Linked DNA regions of Cricetulus griseus: region 2 is linked to region 1. A link is a contact called in public Hi-C data. All regions are on one chromosome and are shown on one strand. Each heading gives the region's core, a stretch centred on a gene start, on an enhancer-like site or on the middle of the called end of the contact. The rest is flanking DNA. Distances are from core to core; before and after follow the strand shown.

Region 1 (5,923 bases), core at 1,640-4,139:
AGATGCAGACAGGGGAAGTGGGAATGTGTGGAGGGAGCCCGTGTTCAAGGGTGAGCAAGGGAAGATGTCGGGCCCACTAACAACCTGTTCTGGAGAGTCCTAATCTAGTCTCCAGGGAAAGCCATTAATCCAACATGGGGCAGTGTTTCTATGACTCAGTCAAATTCCAAAGATCCCACTGTGGAATCTAAATTCAGCCTGAATTAGGTGGGGACAAACATGTCCAAACATGTCCCTTTGTGTTGTCCAAATGTCAACCTTTACATTGGCCTAACTTTTTGGAGGGTCTGACTCTTGCTCTGCTCCAGGCCATCAACCACACATGCTCTTTGTCATCTGGTTCCAGCCAGGTAGGCAACAGGTGATAGCTGAGCCTGCTAAGTAGCTGAAATTTATCACTGATGTGGCTGCAGGGCTGGCTCGACCTCTCCCATGTTGTCACATATGAGATGTTTGACATTAGCCCCCCCCTCCCCTGTGGAGACACAGGACCATCAGAGGTTGGCACTTTAGTGAGGCTTGCCACTCAGTATCTCTAACACCCTGAAATCTCCCTTGCTCTGCCTAGGGTTGCCACAGTGGCCCCTCCTTGCCCCCCACAGCGGCCCCACTTTCCTTTTCTAGTACACGCAGGAAACCTATGCTTATGGGGGATACCAAAACAAATAGCATAAGCAGAGAGCTGTGGGGCTCACAGTCTACCCGGGACAGGAAAACCCAGCAACTAACAAGGCAGTGTGTAACATGTCACCATGGCATAGGAAGGTGAGTGATTTGGGCAATCTTCACAGGCATGTGTGCTTCTTCTGCAAGAATGCTTGTTTCTCGGGTGGTCAGCCAACTGATTTGAACACAGTTCTCACGGTCAGAGCTGTCTTTCAAGAATGAGCTTTGTTGAAAAGTCTGTATGTCCCACCCTTCCTTGACCATCAGCCTATCTCTTAGCAGGGCAGGATCTTCACATCCAGGGGCCATTGTCTATGTCCCATTTATCAGAAGTTTGCTCATCCTTTGTAGCCATGCTGAAACACTATTCCCTCCCATGTGCCTGCAGCGCTCAGTCCCTTCATTAGAACTCATCAAGCCACATAGCATGAAAAGAGAAGTAACATTCTAGCTGCTGGCCCTACAAGTCTCCAGCCCCACTCTTCAGGAGAGCAAGTTGGAGCCCAGAGGAATGAGTGATCTGCTCATAGTACCGGGGAGCAGCAGGGCCTAGACAGGTATCTGTATAGCCGTGACACCCCCTGAACCTACCCTGCAGTTCACAATTGCCACTCCTCAACCCCTCAGTGCCCCCTTGTTCTGGTGGCTCAACTCAGGATACATTTTCTGCAGGAATGTGCTACTGAGTGGAGTCCTCGTAACTGTGGAGAAAGAACTCAACACAACACAAATGTCTTAATGCCTTGGCACACAAGTGATAAAACACTCAGGTTAATAAGTTTATGTTTCTTACATATCCACATATACACAGGTTACATAATTTATTATACAAACTGGGGCCTTTTGATGTCATCAGATTCTAAAGTGGTCCTTGGGAAAGAGACAAAGTAAAGACTTAAAGGCTAATGGTTCTTCTGGACCTAGCATTCTGGCTTTGAAGTCTGGTCCTTTTAATTGCTAGTTATGGCCTGGTGCAAAATTGTGCCCTTGTAAAACAGGCTTAACCTTAACTAGCCTTTTGCTTTCTGTATGCCAGTTACTCATCTGAGCCCTGCTGGAGCATTTTTCTACCTGGCAGTGTGATTAATTCTCCTGAAAATGGGTATGTGTCATTGCTAATAATGAAAAAACTATTGTCACACTGTCCAGCTCTGGAGGTATTGGAATTTGGGGGAGGGTGGTAAATATCTCACCAGGAATACATATCAAGGAGGGACATAGGTGGGCATTGAAGCCCAGTGAGGTTCTGGAGTCTGTGCTCCTAGTTCCAACACAGCCTTACTTGTCAGAGAGCTTGCCATGGAGGACACCTCACTGTTATTATGATCACAGCTGTGCATTGTGTAATAAGACACACTTCAGAGAAAAGTGTTGCTAGGTGATTGCATCACTGTGTAAACATGGGGGTGTGCTTACACCCACCTGGGCAGTGCAGCTCAACCCTTATTATGTGGCCAGTTGACACCACAAAGAGATGTGTTACATAAGGTGTGCATAGTTGCTTCTAGGGTACTACAATTGGTGAGCAGTAGGCACACACTCTGCAGCGCCCGCAGAAACCAGTAACATAGCCATTTGTTGTCTTATCAAGTATTGCTACTGCTCGGAAGTGTGTGAGCTACAGCTTTTTACACCTGGCAGTGCTGTAGGTGTGTATACTTACTATGAACACTCGGGTCCTACGCTGTGCTATGATAGCTGAGCATCATAAAGTGACAGGAACTTTTCAGCTTTGTTATCCCTCTATGGGACCTGTCATATAGATTGCTGCTTGCTGACCTGGACATGCAGTGTGTCATCGCAGGATCTGGTTGGTTGGTAACTTTGTTTGGAGAGAGTCTTGCTGAGTGACACTGCCTAGCTTGTAACACCCTATGTAGCTGGCCTTTGATTTGCCATGAACCTCCTGTCTCTGCTCCCAGAATGCTGGGATTCCAGGTACACAGCAGCACATTCTGTCCACGTGACTATATTTACGTGTGTGTGTGTGTGTGTGTGTGTGTGTGTGTGTGTGTGTGTGTGTGTGTATTTGTAAGATGTGTATTGGTTGGTTCAGGTCCCAGGAGTATGGCAGCAACAGGACCTGGTGGAGCTCGACTGTAGGCTGTGAAACTTAGGATCTGTCTCAAGTGCATTCATCCCACCCATCAAGGTGCAAACCATCGAGGTGCAAACCCTTCTGGTATTTCTAACCTGTGCACACACTGCCCTCTGCCATCAACCCCCGGTACTGCGCCTACTGTAGCCCTGAGAAAAGACTACAACGAAGCTTGGGGATCATCCTGGATCAGCAGAGTGCCTCTTTAGAGGAGGTGCTGCTAGTCTCCCTGGCATGCCTAGACTGGTCCCAAACTCTGAGCTGCCAGGGCCCTGTCTCCTGTCTCCCCTCCTCCTCTTTCCCTTTCCTCTCACAGAAGGAGAAAGGAGGCAGCCCCCTCTTTCCGATCCTCCTCACCTTTGGTAGCTAGCCGTTCTTTCACGCAGCTTTTCATCAGCAGTTGCCTGAGAACCTTGGTGCTGTGTCAGAGGTCCTGGGAGTGTGGGTGGTCTGTCACTCAGCAACACTCCCTCCTCCACACAAGCCCCAGCCCTGGCTACAAGGACAACCTTTGAAACTGTCTCTCAAAGCAGAGAAGTTGGGTTTAGGAGTCCCGACAAGGCATAGTTAGTGCATGGCAGAGCTGCACATAGATGATCTCAGAAGGCTTCCTGGTAGGGGTGTAGAAGGCTGTGAGGGGGAGCTTTGTAAAGACTCTGTAGGTCCCCAGAACTCAATCACTTCAGCTACCTGCAGTGTGATGACTGAGTGAAGGACAATTATTTTGCGCTGTCCGTCTGTCTTTATACTCCTATTTGGCAGTTACTTCCAGCACCACCATAGGGCTAAGGGTCCTCCTGCCTGGTGAAGTGACCACACCACACCCAGTGACCTCCCTTAGGAGACTCATGGCTCAAACCCTTCTTCACGCTTCCCACCATTCATCCTCACAAGGCATTGGGATTTTAGATCTAGAACTCTGGGGTCCCAGGTCCTTCTAGCTGGAACTACAGATGAAGCACCAAGTGCAATATGAAAGTCAGATGTGTCATTCAGGTGGAAGGACACACTGCAGCCAGCCATCGGTGGATTTGACTCCTGGCATTTTTGTTTCTTTTGCTACTAATGACTGACGTGGGCAGCTCAGTCTGCCTGCTTTTTGTGTGTTTGTTCATGTTTACACTGGAAAAAACAGAAAGGACTGGTGAGAGGGTGAAATGAGTTACAAATGGTCAAAGTGCTGAATCCAGTAACGAGTGCCTTGCAAGCCCTGGGCAAGTGTGCGCCTACCAGGCAAGGAGTGCCTACCAGGCTATTGTCATTCCAGTCCTTGCTCCACTCTGGTCCCACTGCATTCTCCCCAGCCCCCAGAAGGTTCTTTCCCATGGCTCCTGGCTCCTCCAAGCACCGTCCTTGGCTTACTCCACACTGTCCCTCTGCTCTTCATTCTTCAGAAAACTAGAGTGCCCCAGACCTGTTTCTGACTTCCAGTCTTCTTGATCCCTGGTGGGTGTCATTCTCCCTCAGCTCTGCTACCTCCTGACCCATTTTACAATCCTTCTTCTGATCTCGTAGTGGGTGGCACAACTCAGCCATAAAACTCCACTTGCCTCCTTGCCTCCCCCCCCCCGCCCCCATCACCATGGAAGTGAAGACTTGGTTCCCTGGTATCTGCTTTTCCCTTCTCCTGGAAGGGTGGGTAGAATTTTCCAGGCTACAGTGGGAGGAGCTGATGTTGTGGCCCCGAGTTTCAGTGGCCAGCATCTAGCGCCCCCTAGCACTATCCGCTCCAATCTCTAATTCTATGGCCAGTTTCCTTCTGTGGGGATGGGGCTTGGGTCCCTTGCTGTGCAGGTACAGGGGGTTTCCCAAAGTTAGCAGGGAACTGTCCGTCCCTTCAGTCCCTGACTGGGCTGTTTATGAATTCCGAAGGCTTGGTTCACATTCTGCCACCAGCTTTGGTGTGCAGCCCCCTTCTTCAGTCTCAGCTACTCACTGAGCAGGCTTTTTCAGAACCCTCTCCCTAAAACCCTTAGTTTTTCCTTGATATCCTACTTTTATGTTTTCTCCCCAGTTCCCACCTTGTCTTGTATTATCTGGTGCCCAGTACCTTGGCCCTACCCAGGGCCACCCCCTTTCCAATTCTATCTCCAGGTCTGGCAGGCTCAATTATAGTGTTGACCTAGAGAGGGGGCTGGCCATTCCCTCTACATCTGAGGCACGTGTCACCACAGGCCTGGCCCACCACTCCAGCATCTCCCTAGGGATGAGATGGGGCAGAACTTCTCCTTCCTGTTTGGACAGGGATGGTGGGAGATAGAGAGCATGTCATTAGTGATGACTTGGCTTAATTACAGCCCACAGCAGAGCCAGGTTTGTTTACTCTGCAAATGGGCGGAGGAAGGGGTGGATCGGGCATCAGACTTCCCAGACATGATCAAAAGATCAAGGCATTCTCCCTCCCCCAGCCCTTTTGTTCCTCTTTGAAAAAGAATCACACCATAGCTTCTCTATGAAGGCCAGAGTCAGAAGGGATCTTACAGGCATCTTGAGTGGCTCAGGGTGGAGGAATTGTGGGACAAAGAGATAGATGAACCAGTACCGGAATGGGGGCCCTATGGTATTTTGGAACAAGCCAGGGGAAGAAATCTCATCTTTCTCAGAGCAAGACTACACTTGCCTGGACATACCTGAGAGCATTTGAGCTTGGAGGAAAATGCTTGTGATGACTGGGCGGGTGGTGGGTGGGGTTGCACAGGCCTCAGAGAGCTTTTCTTTTAAAGAAGAGAGGAAAGAGCTGAGAGGCCAAGTGGTCTGTCAAGTGAGTAAGGCCTTGGAAGTAGGAACACGAGTAGGAAGGGAGAATCGAACTAGGAGGACCTTAGTGAGACTCAGGGCAGGGTTTGCTGAAGTTAAAATACATCCAGATTGGGGAAACCGAGTCCATAGAAACGGAGTGGGGACAAGGTTCCTGACCTAGAGCCCTAGTGAGCTTGGATGCACATTCTGTTACAGACACTGAGGGACATCCAAGTCAGGTGGTCACCACGGTCAAGATTCCTGTTTCTCATGGCCACGTGAGTGCAAAGCACATTGTGTAGTATGCCCCTACTTACAAAAAAGTGCACCAAGGAAGCGAGCTGTGACCTGAAACCTAGTGGCCACTCCTTTCTCACTCCCATTCTCTCAGAACTTTCTACATCCCCCTTGGGGGAAGTA
Region 2 (5,660 bases), core at 3,081-5,580, 210 kb before region 1:
CACATGGACTGACAGGTGTGTTCTTTCTGTTCCCTTCTCTATTTTGCCTGGAGGGACCCTCCCTGGGGACAGAAAAAGCTGGGTGAGTTTGACAGTGATGTCCCCCAAGTTTGCTGTAGTGTGATACAGTGGTTGCCGGTGACCACTAGGGAGGAACCTGGGCAGCCAGAGGTAGTGAAGGAGTCTATGATGTAGAGTTTGATGACCCTGGGTTCTAATTAGACTCTCTTTTTTCTTACTCGGTGTGGTTTGGGACATCACCCTCTCTGCCTGAGTTGGCCTCTGTGAACTGGGACTGGTGCTCATCTTTTTCAGCAGCAGGGTTTGGCCTTGAGTGCTCAGGGCAGATGTGGGTCCCTTTCCTTTTTAAGTGACCCCCTGCTGAATGCTTTGAGACTCTATTAAGAATTTTTTCTAGAAGGACAAGGCTGGCCAAGGAACTGGAGTGGACACCTTGAGTCTAGGCTATGGTACATAATCTGGCCTGACCAACAAGAGCCCAGGCCACCTGGAGGTAGTTAGAATTGGAGCAGAACTCCTCAAAGGATTTCTGAGACACGTAGAAAGCCGGTGTGGTGGTAGAGGGTGCAGAGATGATCTGAAAACGGTGGCCATTGAGTGACCACATAGGAACAACTTGTAGATTCCAGAAAGCCAGCCTGCCATCTAGGCTTGCCAAGGTAAGGCCTGAAAACCTCAAGGGGGCAGACAGAATACCTCCAGAATAAGCACCCCAACATCTTCCCTTTCAAAGGAACAGAAGCCCCCTCACCGACTGCGTAGACACTGGAGCCCCCACCCCCAGATGCTAGGTTCTGCTCTCCCCCGCCCTCAGCGGGCAAACAGTCCCAGAGGGCTGGACCCGCCACCCCCATCATCCCTGGGCGGCTTCCTGCTGACTCAGGCTGGCCCGGCTTAGCGGGCGGGCCGGGGTGGGAAGAGGCTCGGCATGGGGCCAGAGCGGGGTGCGGTGGCGGGTGAGTCATCGCGGATCCGGCGCGATGGCGCCGCCCGGCCCCGGCGGCCGTGAGAGCGCTCGAGCACAGCCAATGAGCGCCTGCCACCCGGCCTGCGCCGCCACGCCCACCTTGGCCAGCCGCCTCCGGTTCCCAGGTCCCGCGACCCTGACGGACCCCGACCCTGGCGACCTGCTGTTCCCGCGACCTCTGCCTCCCCAAGAGGTTGCGGGCTCAGGAGGTGAGGTGGGGGCAGCTTCTCTAGATCCTTCCTGCCGCGCCACCGCTGATTAGGGTCACCCCACATCCCCAGGAGGTCACGTCGCACATCGGGGGCTATGGGTCCTTACTGCGCCCCTCTGGGCTCTTCCCAGGTAGCGACATAATGTGTGCCCAGCGCCCTCTCGAAGAGGACAGATTCCCGTGTTTGCCAGGCTGTGCTGGCTGAACCCTGGCACTTCCTGTCACAGTCTCCATGGGCAAAGTTCTTTGCTCCCAGTCAGCCACACCACCGACTACTTTCTGCTTCAGAAGAGAGTCTCCACACTAGGAAGGTCATGATCTTAAGACTCTGGTGATCCCATTTGTTGGCCAGCCTTCTTTGGGCCTTCCTTGGCCTTGGCACACGGATACACACAGATTCAACTGCAAAGAAGCCCAGACAAATGCAGATGGCAGGCCTGGATTTTCATATGCTATATACGAGCACAGGACGAACAGCCGGAGACCTTTCTTATTATAGATTGCTATGGCGATAAAGAGAGTGTCTAGTAATTGACAAATCCTCAAGAAATGGTAGGTTTGATTCTCCCTCACACAGATACAGCCTCACAAACACAGCCGATGAGGACACACAGCCTTCACCCACTCAGAGCCTCAGACACCGATACATGTTCAGATACACATCAACACAGGTGTATTTGCTTGGATCTGCAGACACAACTACCCCCCCCCCCCAAACCAGGAAAGCAGCAACCCCCACAGCGACCATAAAATCAAGTTTTACTGCCCAGGGTGTGATGGGAACCAGCAAGGCAGCTGGGCGGGCCAGGAGGCCTCCGCGTCTAGGCGGTGCCTGATGTGCCCTAGCTCCCACTCAGCCCCAGGGTCAGGACGCCTTCATTTTCTAACACACCCTCCTCTGTCCCCAAGGCCAGTCACCCCATCTTTTCTCCATTGTTGCCTAAAATCAGGCCATACCTTCTTGCAACAACTGAGCCCTACAGTGTGTACCCCCCCCCGCCCCCCCGAATTTGTGCCCTGCTAGCAGGGCCTGATGGCTTTTTGGGTAGGTTTGGGGTCATCGTCTTCAGAGGTGTTTCTTCCCCGCCAGTCCTCTTGGTTTCCCGGTTTGGCTCTGAGGCCTTGGCTGCTCAGCCCTCTTCAGCTGAAAGGGGACCTAGAGGACTTTGGGTCCTGCAGGGTTTCCAGGAAGCCCCACTCCACTCTGTCTTATGGTCCCTGTCCCCAGCCTTGGGGCTGCAGGAATCTGAAGATTGTACTTTAGAGTCAGAGAGAGAGAGAGAGAGAGAGAGAGAGAGAGAGAGAGAGAGAGAGAGAGAGCTCAGAAGAAGCCCAATGCCTGGGCCTGGATTAACACCCCTCTGCTGATGAACTCAGGCCATGTTGGCCTGGTCTTCCATTTAGCATTTCACCATCACTCTCATATCCCCTCCTGCTGAGCACCAAGGTCTGTCAGATGGACCCCCACTTCACAGAGTGTAGCCTTTCAAGGAAGAGCTCTGTGTCTGAGGTCACAGTGACTCTTTAGGAGAAGGGTTGGAATTAAGAGTAGGTCTCCTGTCCTTGTGGCTTGAAAAGTCCTGAATGTTAGTGTCTGTTCTCTCCCAGTCCCTGCCATTTTCTTGTGAGCACAGCTGTGTCCCTCTGTGGTCTGACTCCTGCCAGGGTCTAGGGAGGGAGGCGAGATCCAGAAGGACTCAGGCCTTGTCCTCTGCACTTGATGGGGAACGAATGTCAGGTCCTTGATGGAGGCACATATAGAATGATCATATCAGGTGACAGGTTCTAGGAAGTTTGGTAATAGTCACCTGGAAAAGGGTTTGAGGGAGAGGTGACAAACAAAGGTATGCCTGGTTTATATGGCTAGGGGTCTTGGAGAAGGGGACAATGCTTGTTCTGTCATTCTGTGGAGTACTCTGCTGCTTCCAAGCCCCTGGCTGACTCTGGAGGTTGGCCATGAGGGACCAGAGGACTTTTTGCTTAAATAGCTGGAATAAAGGCAAAAAGACACATTGCCCAGAGGCCTTTCTCATGCCTGGTCCCTGATGTCATATCTGCAGGGTAACCTCCAGGGCTGGACACTGGTCATTTTCAAGGCCTGGACTCCTGGAGGCCCGGGACATGGAGCTCATCCCACTCTCCAGCTCTCAAACTTTGCAGAAAAGCTTTCCCAGACTCAGCATCCTGTTCCATCCCACCAAGAGTCTTTGGAGGGCTAAGAAGGCTTCTTTCAATATTTGGGCCCTCAGCAGGCCCCTATCTCTTTTGCCTTCAGATTTTCTGTTCCCCTTTTTGCCCCTAGGGCTTGGATGAGCCAGAAGGGTGGGGCTCCCAGTTGGCAAGACTCAATTTTGCTGGCTGGGAGTTTTTCAGGGTACTAATTAAAAGGAACCACCCAGAGAGAATGACTTCACTTGTTCACACACACACCCTTCTGCCCTGCCCTCTCCAGTGCCCCCATTCACACGCCGGGGCTCAGGCAAAGGTGCAGGTGGAGGAGCCCACGGCAAAGGCAAGATCTTCTGTGTATGTCAACAAGCCAAGTGCAGGCTCAGAGCATCTTTGGCATTTTTTCCCCTCCTCCTAGTCGAATGTTGCTGTGGCTGCATTTCCTTTGGTATTTCCCTCCTGTCTGAACTGGACAGGCAGAAACTGACTCTGGGTGGGAAGGAGGATGGTGTCCTCCCGGGTCACACGAGTCCCCTACCCCCTTGCCCCATGAGATCTGTTGCTGCGAGGAATTCTTCCCCTGCCTGGGCTTCAGTCCCATCTCTTTGGCTTCATCCCCTGTGGGGTATGGGTCTCCCTGGAGAGAACTTGGTCACTCTGTACTGCTGTGTGAGGATCTCTCCCCATTACAATCTTATCCTCTCTGTTCCCCAACTCTTCCAAAGGTGGAGCCACAATTCCTTCTACTCTAAACTGCTGGGTGGCCACGTGAGCCTATGGTGGGCTCTGTCACCCATGATAGATAGTTAATGATGGTGCTCATAGCCCAACGCTCCCAAATACTCTTGCGTGGCTTTTTTGGGACGACCATGCTGACTCACTTGGTCTTGGTTACTTGGTGGAAGGGAGAAATACAAATTTCTGGGGTGACTCAGAGCTGGCGGATCCTGGGTGCTAGGCAGCCTTAGAGCCTCTGGGAGGCAAACGGGCCGGGCCGGGCTGCTGCCAGCTGCCTATGAGTGGGGAGAGGGGAGGAGCCAGGCTCGCTTTTCTCGATCTCCCTGCATTTTGGGATTGTCCTGCAGGGGGCGCCCTAAGCCAGGTTTCCACAGACGGCGGAAGCCCATAGTTTCTTCAGACTTTGGGTCGTATCTCCGACCCTCTGTCCCCATAATTTGAATTCTTTCTTTCTTCCGGGGTCCTCTAGCTATCAGGAGTCCAGCAAAGGGCATAAAGGCAGAGGCAGAGAATTTGTGACCCAGAGATTCTGTAGCGACAGGAGTGACAGATGTTGGTGACTAGAAGAACACATGCAAATGACATGCAAACCGGCATGGCTAGACCGCCCTGGCTAGCACCTGCCAGTCTGGGCTCAGGCACGCACCCTCTTCCTAGTCCTGGGTGTGCAGAGAGGTACCCAACTCTTCCCTTGCAGTGCAGGCTAAATGCATCAATACTCCCCTTAATTGCCACCATAACTCAGGCAGGGGCTATTGTTCTGATTTTACATCTGGCTCCCCTTTCTCTATAAATCAGAGGCAAGTGAGTTTGGGACTAATACAGCCAGTGAGCCTCGTCTTCCAATGGGGCCACCCTGAAAGACTAAGAATGAGGCTCTGGTCTCTGGTGAAAAAATACTCAGAGAGCCCCCAAAACACTGCAAGAAGGCAGAACTGTGACCGATTCTTAGTCTGTAAGGGACACCCTATTTCCGTCTATCTGTGTCCCCTGGACCCAGTCCCACTGCTTACTGACTTCCTCATCTCAACTTCTATCCCTTATGTCATTGGTACCTTATCCCGTGTGTTTGTGGCAAAGGAGAAATGGGGAGGGGTGCGTTGATGGGAATTATCCTATCTAACTCATCACTGACTTGCTTTCAAGAGGCTTGGGGGATGCAGGGAGCATTCAAAATGATCTCTCTCCATGGAGGAAGAAAGGCATGGCAGATTTTGACATTGCTTTTTCCTCACAACTCAGCTGGGTGGGGAATCTCAGGAGAAGTTTGCATTGTCCCCAACATTTACTGGGTCCTGCTATTTCTTCCTGCCATACCTGCCCAGGCCCCCTTCTCTCTGGCATTCCTTTGGTCACTGAATGGCCCTGAGGTTCCCCCTCCCCTGACATGGCTCTCTGTTTCTGGGGACAGGGAGGCTGAGGAACAATGTCTGGTACATTCTTGAGCTGGATTCATGAACATCAGGATGTTACCCAGTGCTTGGGCCTCTAAGGGCCCTAGACTCCTGATAGAAGTAGCTGTGAGGAGAAAGGCTCTGGCCTAGGGAGCAGAGA

The links. Hi-C and Micro-C count contacts between places; a contact is called where the count stands out from the background.
Region 2: a Hi-C map of the CHK-Q cell line shows a contact between it and region 1, with 6 times the contacts expected there. The contact joins two enhancer-like sites. A contact is called at or near these places in 6 of 8 Hi-C or Micro-C datasets (the CHK-Q cell line, the CHL-YN cell line, the CHO-K1 cell line and 2 more).

Annotation. Positions count from the first base shown.
Region 1 is chr2:398,151,762-398,157,684 of CriGri-PICRH-1.0, reverse strand. No RefSeq gene overlaps it. Among named protein-coding and RNA genes, the nearest start is that of Krt74, 8.4 kb to the right of the region's middle. Within about 2 kb of position 2,889, at least 1 of the 6 cell types and tissues checked has open chromatin away from gene starts, as enhancers often do.
Region 2 is chr2:398,365,166-398,370,825 of CriGri-PICRH-1.0, reverse strand. All of the region lies in intron 1 of LOC100774159 (keratin, type II cytoskeletal 78), which reads left to right. Among named protein-coding and RNA genes, the nearest start is that of Krt8, 28 kb to the left of the region's middle. Within about 2 kb of position 4,330, at least 6 of the 6 cell types and tissues checked have open chromatin away from gene starts, as enhancers often do.